Regions from separate parts of the Mus musculus genome. Here region 1 is linked to region 2. The links are chromatin contacts, called in public promoter capture Hi-C maps. All regions are on one chromosome and are shown on one strand. Each heading gives the region's core, a stretch centred on a gene start, on an enhancer-like site or on the middle of the called end of the contact. The rest is flanking DNA. Distances are from core to core; before and after follow the strand shown. Region 1 holds the start of Adamts17 (a disintegrin-like and metallopeptidase (reprolysin type) with thrombospondin type 1 motif, 17). Region 2 holds the start of 1810008I18Rik (RIKEN cDNA 1810008I18 gene).

Region 1 (2,700 bases), core at 105-2,604, 1.0 Mb after region 2:
GCTGTCAGAATAGCTAGCTGCTGTCTGACCACACACACACACACACACACACACACACACTCACACAGGGCTAAGGCTTCTCCTTTTCTTCCTGTTTCCCATGACATGGTTGAGGTCACAGTCAAATTCTCATGGTCAAGTGAGGCAAAGCCCTACTCATTCATAGCCACCAACAGAGCCTGACCCATGCTGCCAGTCACCCGAGGGTGCCAACCGGTGAGTGACAGCCACTAGATCAGAGACTGGCTCGGCAGCACATTCTGTGATACGCCTTTGTGGAGAGCTGCAGACAGCTTACCAGGACAGGGGCACCAAACTTAGGGAAACTCACCAGTGTTTACCTCGTCTCTGGATGCTTTCTGGTAATTCAGCCCTGTGATGAAGTCTGGATCCTGTGATGAGGGGTGAGTAGGGGCCTTTTTGAAAACAAGCAAGCAAACAGACAAAAAGGGAGAGATGAGGAGCCATCTGTGACTGCTGTGGTATCCCTGTGCTCAGTCAGTCCTGCTATCTGTAGGACAATTTTAAAGAGGCCAATGGGATTACCCATAGGGGTCTGCTAGGGATAATATCTGGCTAGATTCTGCTGGAAAATTGAACACTCATTCTGTTCGTGAAAGGCTGGGTTCAAGTTCAGGCTCTGCCTCTCAGCTCTCCAGGGTCCTGCGATGCAAAGCGCAGCTAATATACCTCCCTAAACACACCTGACCTAAAGTCAGGATCACAGACACAAGACACGGCTCTGACAGATACTAGCTGTCCAATTTAAGCAGGCTCCTTACATTTCCTTTTTCTCAGTTTCCCAGTCTTCAGGGGAGTGTTATTATGCTCTCACCTTCTTGGATTCTGTGAAAGTATAGACTGCAAGAAGCCTGCGGGGTGTGGACAAACACCATAGATATAGAAGTCAGGCATGAATTCAGGTGTGCTAGGAACACTGGGCTGCGTCTTTCCAGCCCAAACTAATCAAAAATAGGAGTCACTTCAATACATAGAGATTTTCTTTTTCTTGTACTGAACTGGTTGGTCTGGCCTATCTTCCTAGGAAGCCTCAAAGGTGATCTCCCAAATGTGAACAAACTGAAGACCAGGCTGGTGTCCTCCTGGCTGCTCCAAGATGCTGCAGCTGAGCCGGCTCGCGCCTGCCACCTGGTGTCACAGCCTACCTACTGCCTAGAAACCACGTGTAAGAAAGTGCTTACAACCTAACTACGCACGTTGGTTTCGACCGGCCCTAACCAATACGGACAGGGAAGGCGGGGCAGAGAAAAGCAAAAGCCCAATCACCGCCTACTTTCCAAGGAGAAGGTGGGGCTTAGTATTTACCATGTTGGGTTTGTCCGCAGCGCTAATTACTTTTTCCAAAGGCTGCAGGGCTGCACTCCGGTTGGCTTCGCCGCCTCGCGAGTCCCTGCTCTATCACTACAGTCTTGGGGGCTGCTGGTCCCAAGTACCATGTGTGACGGCACCCTGCTGCCCCCTCTCGTCCTGTCCTTGCTGCTGCTGGTGTGGGGGCTGGACCCGGGCACAGGTAGCGTTCCTAGCTCTCGCGGCCACCTTCCCGGTGCCTTCCCGAAGCATCCCGGCGCCCGGGTGCATAGGTGGACCGCTGACAGCATCCCCTGAGGAGGAGAGTGAAGGCCGCGGCCGGAGAACTGGTCTCTGGTTCCCTCTCGGCACGCGGATGGCGAGCTGACCCCCGGTGCGATCGAGTGGCTTCGCCAGCTTGGAGAGGCCCGGCTCGGGGAGGGAAGGGAGTGCGGGGTCACGGCTGCGCGATACCCACGGAGCCTTGCGAGTCAGCGCCGGAGCGGCCGGCAGCCCTGGTGGCCAGGCTGGTGCTGACGCGTGTCCTCTCTCCCCGCAGCTGTCGGCGACGCGGCGGCCGACGTGGAGGTGGTGCTCCCGAGGCGGCTGCGCCCCGAGGACGTGCACCTGCAGTTGCTGCCGGGAGCAGCGGGGCTCCGGCGGTGGCGGCGACCGCGAGCATCTCCAGGTGGCCATCGAGCAGGGCAAGGAGAGCGCGCCCTGCTACTGCACCTGCCGGCCTTTGGGCGCGACCTATACCTGCAGCTGCATCGCGACCTGCGTTTCCTGTCCCCAGGCTTCGAGGTGGAGGAGGCGGGTGTCTCGGGGCGCAGCGGACATCCTGCCGAGCTGTGCTTCTACTCCGGACGAGTCCTGGGCCACCCGGGCTCCCTCGTCTCCCTCAGCGCCTGCGGCGCCGCCGGCGGCCTGGTATTGCCCGCGCCCCCTATGGGTCTGCCTTGCCCAGTCTGTTACTTCTCCTGGGGTGGTCCCGCGGAGGGCTGGGCGGGAGAAGACCTACCTTCCCATCTCCTTCACTTGGCCCTTTCAGACTGTGCCTTCCTAGGAGAGAGAACACAGGGGAAGGCCTGTTATTGTCCTGGCTTCTGTTGTGTCCTGAACCTGGCCGAGGTGGGGTTGCATTGAGAAATTAGCTATAGCTCACCTAGAGGAAAGAATATGAACCTGTCGTTCCCACTCTGACAGCATCAGCACAGGTGTGTATGTTTTCTGCACGTTATGGGGAAGCTCTAAAGTGTTCATTCCCTGTCTAGGAATGGGGTATCTAAGCACTTCTCTTCTGTCCCTTGAGCCTTCTTACATTAGGAGGGGACCCCAGGCAGGCCATGGTTAGTCTCATTTTTGCTAGCTGAAAAGGTAAGACCAAGAGAG
Region 2 (2,700 bases), core at 162-2,661:
AAAGGGTCATTTGTGTTCCGTGCCTGAAATTCAGACCATGATAAAAACCCCTTCCAGATTTGCCGTCTCCAACGCTTGAATACACCAAGCACCCCCATGCTGCCCTCTTGGGCATGCTGCTGAATTTTGATTGATGTGTCCAATTCTAGGACAACTGAGCCCATCAGGGTGCTGAAGAGGGGACAGCAGAAGGAGCACCAGGGTAGGCTGTGTGTTAAATGAGCAAGCCATGACAGACAAGCCAAGCACTGTGCAGGGGCATGCCTGCTAGGATTGAATAAGCTTTTAGCCAGGGAAGGATACAACCCTTAAACAGCAAAGCAAGGACACCCCTGGCTATGTCCACCAGGTCTCCTAACTGCAAAGCAGTCTGGTTACCATCCAGGAGGGAACATGATAAGAGGATTCAAAGTGGCCTGTCTGTAACTGACTACTGAATGGCTTCAAGAAAGAGACGCCCCCCCCCCCCCACCATGTTACAGTACTACTCTGAAGCTAGAAACGTTTGCCTACTAAGAAAACACAACACCTTGCCTTGGTGAGTTCAAAAGAAAAGAGGACTTCTTCAGTTCACTGTCGCAAAGACCCAAGGACGAGAGACTGTATTGAGTGGTGGCTTTCTGCTGGCAGAGTCCCAAGCAGCAAGGGATCTCCCCCCAAAAGGCAAGGGCCATGCATGCTTCAGTCCAGTGAAGGCCTCACTGCTGGCTACACTGTGTCTGCCCTCTAACACTTACTTCACAATGGGGACAAAATTCCAACCTGAGTTGGGAGGTAGAGGAAGTTGTGTTGAAACCGTAGCAACAATCAAAATAAAAAAAAAAAAAAGTTCACATGACTAATTGATGACTCAGTGGCCGTGGATGTCTCTAGATCCCATTGGCCAGCATTTAGCTAAACTAGAACCTTAGCCGATCATTTCATGTTCCTTAGTCATAATCTCTTCAACGTTCCTTCAGATTTCTAGTATCCAGAGCTACTCAGTGAACAGAAAAAGTTTAATGACTATGGTTTTAGTACTCTAGACAGCGTGTGCCAACTGTCCTGAGAAGGAATGAATGTGTGTGTGTGTGTGTGTGTGTGTGTGTGTGTGTGTGTGTGTGTGTGTGAAATCACGTACTAAATATCTACCCAAACTTTAGCTCTTATATACTAGATTTTATTTTATTTTAACAGATATTGTTGTGCAGGCCCCAGTTCTTCTCTAGCTTTTCCAGAGCGCGCCTCCCTGCTCCATCTTTCTCTTCTCTTGACCAGGTGTGCAAACAATTAGAAGGGCTCAATAGGTCAGGGCCATCTGTGGTTTTTACCAGTTGGCAGTGGCATGCGGGGAGGAGGCCAGGGTTGTGGGTCTAGGGTTGGGCAACTTTGTAACAAACATATTAGATGATGCAACGGGGCACAGGCTTCTGAAAGGCACACGTGGTCTCAACTGTGGCACCTTGGAAACAGCCTACGAACTCAAAGGTGACGTTTTTTTCCCTTGGGCTTGAGCTGGGCTTTCTGGTAGAGTGCAGCCGAGGAGTAAGTTGGATCTGTGTGGGGTTTTAACTAATGTGCCCAAGTAAGTTGGGAAGTGGTTGTCATAGCAGCAGGGTAGCCATGAGACTTGAGGCAGTTGTAGGTAAAAGCCAAGCTCATGGAGGTAGATGCTGTAATGAACAAAGGGCCTATCTATCTACCAACCCTGCAAACAGGCTAGCTTATTAATTATAGACAGCCCAGTCTGGTGTCCCAGGAGGCCCCGGTGTGAATTGAGGGACATAGCAAGCCAGTTTGGGATCCAGTTCCTCTGCTCATCAGCACCTGGCTTCATGCATGGTGTCTGCCCAGGAGGGTGGATGAGGCCAGGATAGCCTGGCCAGGGTCTGCAGGAGTGAGGGCTGATGATCTTGCCAGCAGCCACCTCCCAGGCCCAGCTGCAGGGCTGGGCTTCCTGAAAACTGTGAGTCTGGAGCAAGACAGCTGACCCCTGCCTGCCTGTTTACAGTTTTCACAGGGCTCTGGGGACAGCTGTGGCCTCCCCACCCCTGTGGCCTCATGGTGGTGATGTGGGGGGGGCCCTACTGGAGCGGCTGGGATTTAGGAACATCATCAGCTGTTCAAGAGCTACAGTCTCCCCATAGCTTTCAGCAAATAGTGGGTGTTAGTTCATATCTCCTGTAAACAGTTGTATTCTCGGTGGCTGCCCGGCTCCGGTTAAATATTAACAAAGAACGGCCCCCATGGCCACTCCTGGGGTGTCTGTTTTAAATATTTAAGTAATTGCTCTTTCCCGTCCCTGAATGACATTTTGGCTAAATTTTCTGTAACTGCTGTTGTTCCTCTGGTTATTAAATTGTGTAAAATGCCCACCCCTTCCTCTCTCCCTTCCTCTCTTCTCCCTCCCTCTGTAAACAGCTGTCTCATTCACCGCCAGTCAAAACACCCTGGGACATCCTGGGGCCCAGAGTATCCTGCAAGGCTCATGTGTGACCTCCTGGGAAGCAGGTGGCTATTGAGCTTGGCAGTCTCTCCCCAGGATGCGGCAGAGGGGCTCACCTTGGTGCGCCAAGAAGAGCAGCTGAGCTGTGCTGAGTTGGGTCTGTCTCCATCCAGTATTTGTGGTAACCACAGGCTTCGGGATAGTCTGCTTCTACCTGGGCACAGCTGTGGAAACTTCCTCGGGCCTTAGATTTTGCATCGTTAGGGATCCGCACC

What was found. Capture Hi-C pulls out chosen DNA fragments and counts their contacts.
Region 1: a promoter capture Hi-C map of liver shows a contact between it and region 2, with 3 times the contacts expected there. The contact joins the promoter of Adamts17 here to the promoter of 1810008I18Rik in region 2.

What each region holds. Positions count from the first base shown.
Region 1 is chr7:66,838,381-66,841,080 of GRCm38.p6, forward strand. Adamts17 (a disintegrin-like and metallopeptidase (reprolysin type) with thrombospondin type 1 motif, 17) reads left to right here and starts at 1,355. Exons shown (of 23, transcript NM_001033877.4): 1 at 1,355-1,531; 2 at 1,868-2,238. The coding sequence starts at 1,456. Gm33627 (a long non-coding RNA gene) reads right to left here and starts at 1,411. Exons shown (of 4, transcript XR_391554.2): 1 at 1,327-1,411; 2 at 332-416.
Region 2 is chr7:65,801,626-65,804,325 of GRCm38.p6, forward strand. 1810008I18Rik (RIKEN cDNA 1810008I18 gene) reads left to right here and starts at 1,412. Exons shown (of 3, transcript NR_167723.1): 1 at 1,412-1,524; 2 at 2,401-2,700. Gm51485 (a long non-coding RNA gene) reads right to left here and starts at 725. Exons shown (of 3, transcript XR_003946789.1): 1 at 530-725; 2 at 1-23.